2 separate regions of the Danio rerio genome follow, and region 2 is linked to region 1. Evidence: chromatin contacts called from public Hi-C data. All regions are on one chromosome and are shown on one strand. The core of a region is the stretch at or near the end of the contact, and the rest is flanking DNA. Distances in the headings are between cores, read along the strand shown. Region 1 holds the start of sugp1 (SURP and G patch domain containing 1). Region 2 holds the start of ptprsb (protein tyrosine phosphatase receptor type Sb).

What was found. A called contact is a pair of places that touch in the nucleus more often than the background predicts.
Region 2: a Hi-C map of hematopoietic stem cells shows a contact between it and region 1, with 2.1 times the contacts expected there. The contact joins the promoter of ptprsb here to the promoter of sugp1 in region 1. A contact is called at or near these places in 2 of 18 Hi-C or Micro-C datasets (caudal fin and hematopoietic stem cells) and 1 of 4 datasets of contacts at active chromatin or transcription factors (caudal fin).

What each region holds. Positions count from the first base shown.
Region 1 is chr2:63,247,388-63,252,377 of GRCz12tu, forward strand. sugp1 (SURP and G patch domain containing 1) reads right to left here and starts at 2,304. Exons shown (of 14, transcript XM_073932472.1): 1 at 2,251-2,304; 2 at 801-975. LOC101884729 reads right to left here. Exons shown (of 13, transcript XM_073932478.1): 13 at 3,944-4,990.
Region 2 is chr2:63,397,201-63,402,190 of GRCz12tu, forward strand. It overlaps ptprsb (protein tyrosine phosphatase receptor type Sb), which reads right to left and starts at 2,927. Exons shown (of 29, transcript XR_012395544.1): 1 at 2,792-2,927. The region is part of intron 1 of fem1a (fem-1 homolog a); the gene reads right to left.

The DNA of each region.
Region 1 (4,990 bases), core at 1,054-3,553:
ACATGAGTCCAGCATCGAGATCACAACATACAAGATCTATCATCAGAGGCTGAGACTGTACCCGGCCGCCAGACTCAATCTGCAGACAGTTCATGATGTTTCTGAGCAGAGTTTCTTTAAAGATCTGCAGATATGTGCTGAATGATTTGGGCAGTACAGGAACTAAACACTTTAAAGATTAAAATAGCGCACACATATATATATATAATGCAAATCTAATTAGATCCACGTGTTTGGTAAACAAAGCAAGTCTCTCATATAATATCTCTACTGTAAACAGCAAACATGACTTCACTAACTGCGCTGTAGAGAAATGCAGTAATTAACATTGATGTAAATTAACCAGAGATAGCCAAAAGGCCATGCTCATCTGTTCTCATAAACATCTGCATATTAGTCAATAATCATATTGAAAGTGATATTAAAACTAGATATACTTTATACACCACAGATTCAGTGTAGGGCCGATGTCCTGGAGAGTGTAGCTCCAGCCCTAATCAAACACACCTGAACAGCTGATCAAGCTCTTACTAAAAACACTAGCATTCTCCTGCCGGTGTGTAGAAGTGAGTTGGAGCTAAACCAGGCAGGACACCGGCCCTCAGGACTGAGTTTGGACACCCCTGGCCTATATGCATCTCTGGTGCTAATTAGTTTGTCCAGGTGTGTTTGATCAGGGCTGGAGCTGAACTCTCTAGGAACAGGGATGGTGACTCCTGGTTTATCTGGATATTTTAGCCTGATTCAGTGTTTGTTCAGGTATGAAGACTGGGCTCTAGGTGAGTGTGTGTGTGTGTCACCTGCTGGTTTTGTTCTGGTTCTGGTTGAGGTTGTGTTTGTGGTTCTGCTGGTGTTTGTGGTTCTGCTGGGCCTGATCTCTGAGTCTGGCCTCGATCTCTCTCTTCTTCTGAGCGATCAGCTCCTCCTGCTTCATGATCACCTTCAGCTTCTGGTGGGTTTTCCATCCTCCACGAGCTGACACACACACACACACACACACACACACACACACACACACACACAAACAAACACAAAAGTTTCCCAAAATTAGTGAGAACATGCGACAGATTTGGGCAGCACAGTGGCACAGTGGGTAGCACGACTGCCTCACAGCAAGAAAGTTTGCATGTTCTCCCCGTGTTGGTGTGGGTTTCCTCCGGGTGCTCCGGTTTCCCCCACAGTCCAAACACATGAGCTATAGGGGAACTGATCAAATACACTGGCCATAGAGTATGAATGTGTATGGGTGTTTCCCAGTACTAGGTTGCGGCTGGAAGGCTGTCCTCTGTGTAAAGCTTATGCTGGAATAGTTAGCGGTTCATTCTACTGTGGCGACCGCTGATGAATAAAGGCACTGAGCTGAAGGGGAATGAATTTCTCCTTCCTTTATTTACTCATTGAACTGTAAATGTCCATCAGTGAGGTCACAGTACAGACGCTTTAGCTGAGAATGTGTGTGTGTGTGTGTGTGTCGCAGGTCAGAGCGAGAGCCGTGGGACTCACACAGGAGATCTGAAAAGTGCTTCATCTGAACCAACATTTCACCACACACCATCTCGCTCCTCCACAGTGAGACAGTGCTATGATCAGTACTGTGCATCTGTGTGTGTGTGTGTCTTACAGTTAAAGCAGCTCATGCCTGCTGTCTGTGTTTATAACATTAACAGAAGATGATGGCAGAGCTCTACTCCTGACTGAACACACAGCTCAGAGTCAGACCTGCAGCCTTGTGTCCTGTATATGAGGACGCTCAGAGCAGTGTTATGCAGGATCATACTCTCCAGTCGGTTTCTCTAACGGAAAACTTCTCTTAGGTGCATGAAGAAGCTGAAATCACAGTTGATTAGGGTATTATCTCTGCAGTGTTGTATTTATGATCTCTTTTAGCTCTATTTTGATCTCTCGCTCTCTGTTTTCATCATTACTCCTCCTTCAGCTCAGAAACCGCCGCCTTTCCTTCATATTCAGCCTCAAACATACACCATAACTCAATAAACCAGAAGAAGAGTTGCTCATCTTTGTGTTTAATGTGTGTAAAAATAAACACACACACAGATTATCCGGAGTGTGTGTGTGTGTGTGTGTGTGTTGAGGAGTTTAGCAGTTTAGCTGCGGCTAATCGCTCACAACAACTCAAACACCCTCACCATAAACAGCGTCTGAAAGCGACACGAAAACACACACACGGGCGCAGATCAGCGATGAAAGCGGTGTTTAATCGACATATCTAATGTTTAATCGGTGTTTTACCTGCATCGCTGGACTCCATCGCGCTAAGTGTTGTGAATCTGACGCTTCTTCTGCGGTTTGATGATCGTCAGATGGAAATACAGCAGCGCAGAGCTCACAGCACCTCCTGCTGGCTGACTGATGCCACTGCGCCTCGCAGACAGCCATAACCACAACAGTCTTTGGCCACATCAGACAACACCAGCTTTACATATTCCTCATTGTTTGACAGAAATATAAAGGTAGTTACACCTCTATACTACAGGTCTGCTGATTCCAGGGCAAAAGCTACTCAAATGCACAAAAATGGGCAAAATATTGAGAGGAGTCTGGATGCAGACCTGGTGCAGTGCAATCTGAGCTGCATCCAATGCCTTTTAATGGGCTCACCCTCTAACCCCGCCCCTAACCCTACCCCTCGCTGTGACGTCACTCGCTCCATTTGAGTGCATTGTGTCTGACATTGCATTGCGGCGTGATGCAAGCTCAGCTTGCATCATAAAGGCTGCATCCAGATACTATTGAAAATATTAGATTATTTGTTCATTTTCTTGTCAGCTTAGTCCCTTTATTAATCTGGGGTCACCACAGCGGAATGACCGCCAATTTATCCAGCACATGTTTTACTCAGCGGATGCCCAGTGTGTGGTGCAGTGTTCTCCAGCCTCCAGCGCCTACACTGCAGCTCTGCACAAGACGTTTGGCCAGAGGAGAAATGGTGGAGCCCAGCTGAGCCTGGTTTCTTTCCAGGTTTCTTAATTCTTCACTTTCACCAATTGGTGAAGCTTTTTGGTTCGGCTTGCTTGGTTCGGGACTTGTGGAGTTGTGCATTGCTGGATTTGCTCCTCAGTGTTTGGACTCTCAGCAGTGAAGATTAAACAACACTGTAGGGATAGTTTACAGTTTAACCCAAAGAATGACCAGTCTGGTAGATGAAGAAGAGCCGGAGTCAGAGATTTAAAAAAAAAATAAATCAAGTGTACTGAAGATAGTTTGCATTCGCAGAAGCCAGCTTCAACACTCTCAATGAGTTCCTAGGCCGCTCTGCTTACAGTTTCAACAATCGAACAATTATACTCTTTACACAAGTCCAGAAAGGGTGGGATCCAGGTAAACAGTTCTCATTGGTTACAACAGAAATAGACAATTCTAAATTCATGCGTCAAAGAAACATAGTATCTACTTCCAGATATGGATGGCCTTAATGTGTGCGTCAAAGAAAGCATTGTATCTGTCTCCAGATATGGATGGCAACCTGATGCCTAGAGGTGAGGTCGCCTTAAGTTATTAGGAGCTGATCTCCGACCTGTACAAAGCTAAACCAGCAAAACAATAGACACAAAAGACCATCTGTGTTAAAGACTCAAGGATGTTTCTTGTACGTTCAGCTGTGTTATCAGGCTAGTTCAAGACTGTTTCCATCAACAGTCTGCTGCAATATCTTGGCTACACACAGTCTGTCTCCACACAAAAAGGAATTACATTACTATTAATTATGCTCAAAAACAGATCAATCAAACAGCTATAAAATTATAGGCAATATATCAGGACAATAAAACAGCTGTCTTCTTCTCCTCTGTATTGGACCTCCAGTCATAAGAACAGATGGAGAGAGAGAGAGAGAGAGGTCTCCATGACCTATGACCTGGTTTGTGTGTCTCCTGAAAACAAAGTTAAAATAGACAGGCAAAACGAGAAACAAGGACACAGAACATTCTTGCAGTAAGCAGTTTTAACTTATTCGTTAGTTAAAATCAATTCACAGTTAAATACTGAGAAACAGGATGATGAAAAGGATAAACGGTGGTCCATGATGAGACGGATTGGAAAGCAGAAATCCGAATCCTTCAACACTGAGCTGAGCTGAACTGAAACTCTGAACACTGGACCGACACAGCTTCAAATCACTATGATCTTCTATGTGAAGCTGCTTTGACACAGTCTACATAGTAAAAGCGTATCGAAATTAAGGTGAAGTAAATTGAATATAAAGTTTATGTTTCACAGCCGCCCAAATTTTGTCAACCCGCCAATGATATATATTACCCTCACAATCAAATCCAGAACCGCCCAATCTGGCAACATGGATTCTGATGCTGGATTCTGATTGGCTAATGGTCATGCTCAGGTGTTTGGTTATTGTCAGATAAAGGCACAGCTAAAGTAGTTCCGGCAGGTTTAAAGCAGCTCCATATCACTCCGCTGAATGATTAGAGTCATTACACAGCTACAACAGTCAGAACACAGTCAGCTCAACAGCGGATTACTTTCTATTAAAGTAAGAGATTAATAAGTACCGAAAAAGTCCACATAGGGAGGCTGATCACCAGAATGGGGAAGTCCCAGAGTAAAATGAGAAAATATGATACACAAATATGGAAAATCTGTCTTTGCGCTGTTTTCTTCTGTTCTTATATTATTTGTTTGTATTTCATTTCTTCTTGTCTCTTTTATTCATGTTTAAATCGCCATTTACGGATGAAATGTGCTGTGGAAATACACTTGCCTAGCCGTCTGATAATCTGTTGAGCAGTCAGGCATCTGCTCTTTAACCAGCAGACACTTTCAACACAGAGCATCTTCATAATTAATAATTGTAGGCTAACCATCTGACCACGATGATGCTGCAAACCATCATACATCTGATTTATAATAAGAGATAATGAGTGTGTGTGTGTGTGTGTGTGTGTGTGTGTGTGTGTGTATCTGTCTGTTAGTGCGGGTTTCTGCGAACAGTGCATTTTGAACTAGGTTATTTCAT
Region 2 (4,990 bases), core at 1,677-4,176, 150 kb after region 1:
TCTCTCGGTAAATCAACTCAGAGTTTTCGGTTTCAGAACAGCTGATCTGAGTTAGATCAATCAACTTCGAGTAGAGCAACTCAGAGTGAAGCGCGCGCACCGTGACTATAAAAAGGCATTATCAATGGAGCGCAGATATTACGAGTGACTATGGCAACATCTTAAAATTGAGATCAGCATTTCTTTCTCCAGCTGAATCTGATCTGCTCATGCAAAGTTACAGCAAATATGAGCGTATATATTTAAAAGGAAGCAGCCATCAGTGAAACAGAGACAGTTCTCTGGGATCGCAGCGCAGTCTTCTGCTCTTCTGATTGGCTGTTTGTAAATGTTATGCCCTGACCAACATGGCGGCGCTACTGACACATGCTCAGGGTCTGTCTGCCATATCTAGCGTTTATATCGATGACACACCTCTACCTAAAGCTGAGGACGCCGTGATGCTGCCTGAAGCCGCAGGCCTGTAGCGCAGGTCTCTCTGATCAGCGGCCGACACTGACGGACGGGTTATTGATCAGCCATTGATGAGTCCTGCTCTGCTGAATGAAGCCTGTGAAGCTGAAGACTACGAGATCAATACTGAAGAGCAAATGAGGAGCAGAGCGCGCGCACACACACACACACACACACACACACACACACACACAGCTGCGTCTCTACAGCCCACGGGGTCAGAGGTCAAACACACCGGCGCCTGGACACACACAACATTAATCACACACACACACACACACTCACGCAAACACACACACACACACTAACGCAAACACACACACACACACACACACACACACAGCAGCAATATATGACTGGTGTACGTGAGAGGAGTAAAACTAAAGCCCTGAGCTGAACACACTGCACATCTGAAGAGGAGGATCACCCGCTTCTGCTTCTACACTGATGAAGAGCTGCAGAGATGAAGATGATCCACAACACACACACACACACACACACACACACACGTGTTTTACTGTACATGAGGATGAAGATGATGAAGATGATTACATTATTTACTAAATAAAAGCATCATCTAATAGTGTGTGTGTGTGTGTGTGTGTGTGTGTGTGTGTGTGTGTGTGTGTGTGTGTGTTCAGTCTGCTCCTCCATATATTCCTCTTTATTCTGTCTGTCCTTCAGTGTTGTCAGTGTGCCCTGTATTTCTTCTCAAGGTGAGCCTCTTGTCACTCTCACACACACACACACACACACACACACACACACACACACACACACACACACACACACACACACAGGAAACAGAGAATAATCATTTCTGAGCTTCCGGGGTAAGCGGAGCCGCCATCGCCATTAGCAGACGCTTGGCACACAGAGACCAGCGCTTCCACACTGTATTCCCCAGCGCACAGAGCAGCGTGTGTGTGTGTGTGTGTGTGTGTGTGTGTGTGTGTGTGTGAGAGAGTCTGGAGTAATGCTGGCGGCCATCTTATCATCTCCGTCAGTCAGTCAGTGATGGGAGACAATGCTGGACGGAGGATGCAGAAACACACACACACACACACACACACACACACACACACACACACACACACACACACACAGCCCATGTATGTTCTGTCTGAGACACTAAACTAACCGGATTAGTCTCTGTGCACCAGAACACACAGAGCAGTGGTCATGTGACCAGCCGTTGCTAAGGTGTTGCTAAGCTGTTTTGAGCACACACAGGCCGTTTCTGACACATCAGCTTCAGGATCTTCAACAGAAACACCATCAGAGACTCAAACATCTATTTGTCATGCCAATAAAGCACCTAAAATGTAAATGTAAATGACTCAAACATCAGCGAATATCACTGAGAGACACGAGGAACACACACACACACACACACACACACACACCGCTGGAGTCTCAGCACATCTCTGAGGGACTGTAGTCATGTTCATGTTGAAGGTTTGATGCAGAATACAGCGATAATAAAGGTTAAACACACACACACACACAAACATACACACACACACACAGAGAGAGAGAGAGAGAGAGAGAGAGCTGAGATCATCATGAGAAACCTGTGAGAAACTGCTGACGCTGTGTGTGTGTGGTTTGTGTGTGTGTGTGGTGTGTATGTGTGTGTGGTGTGTGTGTGTGTGTGTGTGTGTGTGGTGTGTGTGTGTGGTGTGTGTGTGTGTGTGTGTCAGAGCACTGAATAACACACAGCCTCCATCACCGACAGCATGAAGCCGCTTAACGGAACACCTCAAGAACACCTTAAGCACAGACTGTATCATCAGTGTCGCCACATCTACACGAGCATATCTCACATCATCTTCATCATCATCATCATCATCCTCTTCATCATCAGCAGCAGATCTCCTGCACATCAGGCAGATCGGGCTGTTATTCCTCTACATGAGCGACACAGATCCACCTGCTTCATCATCATCATCATCATCATCATCATCATCATCAGTGCTGTTTACTGTGGATCTGCGTGATGTACCAAGCGGCAGCACCGACCCGCTCCCGGTCTGCAGGTGATGCGCGTTATAGTCAAGGTTTGACGGAGAGCGGGAGTCCCGCAGCAGCCGCTCGGTGATTTTCCGTCATATTCCCGCTCCCCGGAGCCCCGCTGTACGCCGTCAGCCCGAGCGCTCCGCCTCTGCACCGGATCAGGTGTGAAACCGGAGAGAAACGGCAGCGGCTCTGAACAAAGGCGGAGAACAAACAGCGATCCTCCATCATCCCCGACAGCGGAGCAGCGCAACGCCACAATAACCAGCGGAACCCAGCAGCTCCACCGACCCACCCATCCCGCCTGACCCAGCGCGCTCACCTGAGCTCGGCCGCGGATCCTCCATCATGACCGGGATCCTCCGGAGGTTCTGCTGCTCGTTGATGTCATCGGTGTTCCGGCGCTCGCAGCCGCTGCCTCTCCTCTCCTCCGGTACCGCGCGCGCGCTCCTGATGCTCTCCCCGTGCGCGCGCCCGACGTCAGAAGCGCGTGCACGTGGGGCTTCAGGAACAATGAAGAGATGATTAATAAATCACGAAGAGATGCGTTACTGTCACACACACACACACACACACACTCCTCTTAAAATAAATATATTTATAGCAAAACAGGAACTTTAACACAGAACAAAAGGAGAAACCGGAAGACGAGAAACTGGAGATGAATCAGTTACACGGAAATCTTTATCAATAAGCAAAACTAGAGCTGATCACGGCGGTAATGTCGCGCTGCAGGAGCTCCTCCACCCTCATCCACAGCTGTACGCGTGTTTATTAATCTGTCGTCATGTCTTTATTATTTTACATGTGAATAATGAAGAATTAATGAAGAATAGGCCTAATAACATGTCGTCGCGGGGGCACTTTCTATCCAAGACTAAAAGGGCATGTGCACTGCTCAGGTGAGCCCTATGTGTGCACGTGCCTGCTTACCCTGATTTACTCTTCTTTATGTGTGTTTGGCTGCTTTAAGTGCGGTTTATAAGTGAAGATGACTTGAAGAAACCTCCCAGAAATACTTTAACAAAAAAACAACAATGACCTTCACAACTCCCAGTGCTCTGATACTAGAAATAAATCACCCGAATATTAGCTCCAGTGGTCGAGTACCGAAGCGGGTGTCCAGCGCTCCTCCAGCGGGCACAGAGCGCTCTCTCGGCGGCCACAGAGTGGCGGATCCCGGGGGGGCGTCGCCCTCTAGCGGCCGCTGCGGGCACCACGCTCAGCATGATGAGGTCATAAAGAGCTCTTTGTCTGATCATCTGATGTCAGATCAGCACACTACTCTAACCAAACACACACAGCACAACACAGAAACAATCCGAGCATTTACAGCTTTCACACACTCGCACTGAAATACATCACAGTATGGGTGTGGAAAGCGTTCAGACCCCCTCATTCAATCAGCTTGGCCAGATCTGATGTACCACCCTGGTGTGTCTGAGCTCATGATCTGCTCCGCCATGCCCTGTGAGCTGTCTGATATAGACAGGTGTGCGTGGCTTACCTGATCACGTCCAACCAGAGTAATCAAACACAGCTGGGTCCAGATGAAGGAGTGGAGCCATCTCAAGCATGATCAGACTGGACAGCACCTGAGGTAAAGGTGTGAGTGTCACAGCTACTGGGGAACAGGTGAGGCTTCAGGGCTTCTCTCCTAATGAGTCTGCATGATCAGTCAATGGTCATTGTGGATATACACTGATCACAGGGTCAAACCGATCTCTGCGGTGACCTGTCATCTTCAGGCCCGTAGCCAGCCTGGTGAAAGCAGTGGTTCTTATACTCAAGATGTGGACGTGTTTGCAGTTACTCTCCTCATTTTCTGATTAATTATGATGTTTAAATACTCCAACAAGTGGCATTTAAGCACTATTTAGCTGGATTAGCTCCATTTTGATGCACCTAAATGTGAATATTTCCAAAAGATTTATAATAAACACATATAAAAAGAGCTTCACCATTTTCTTGCAAGCCTCTTGAAAATTCAGCAGCAGCCTGTAATTAGCATTAAACAGCAGAAGTTAGTCTGAGGAAAGATGTGGACACAATAATAAAGGCTTTATTGACATGGCTATTCCTCACACTGCGCTGACGCGTTTAGAGAACACTCGACTGTATCTGGGTAACCTGATGTAGCCGCAGTTCTGAGGCACAGTCATGTCAATAAAGGCCTTTTGTTATTTTTCCACATTTTGTAAGTGCTGTGCCCTGATTCTGATGTTTATTCTGATGAATCCCTTACACAGAGAGCACGGCACATTATTTAGGCTTGATTTTGGATTATTAAACAGCCTAATTACTATTAAAGTGAACTCTAATAGGCTGCTTTTGGTGCTTCTGACCTTTCCATTGGTCATTCTTTTGAATCACCAGACCCCCCCAAAGCCCAGTCTTCATTACACATTGTTGTTTATTTATAATCTTTTACCTTTGTGTGTGTTCATAAGCAGCTTGTTTGAGTTTGCACACAGAATAAACGAACTAAAGCCCAGTTCTCGACTGCAGCGCTGCTGAATCA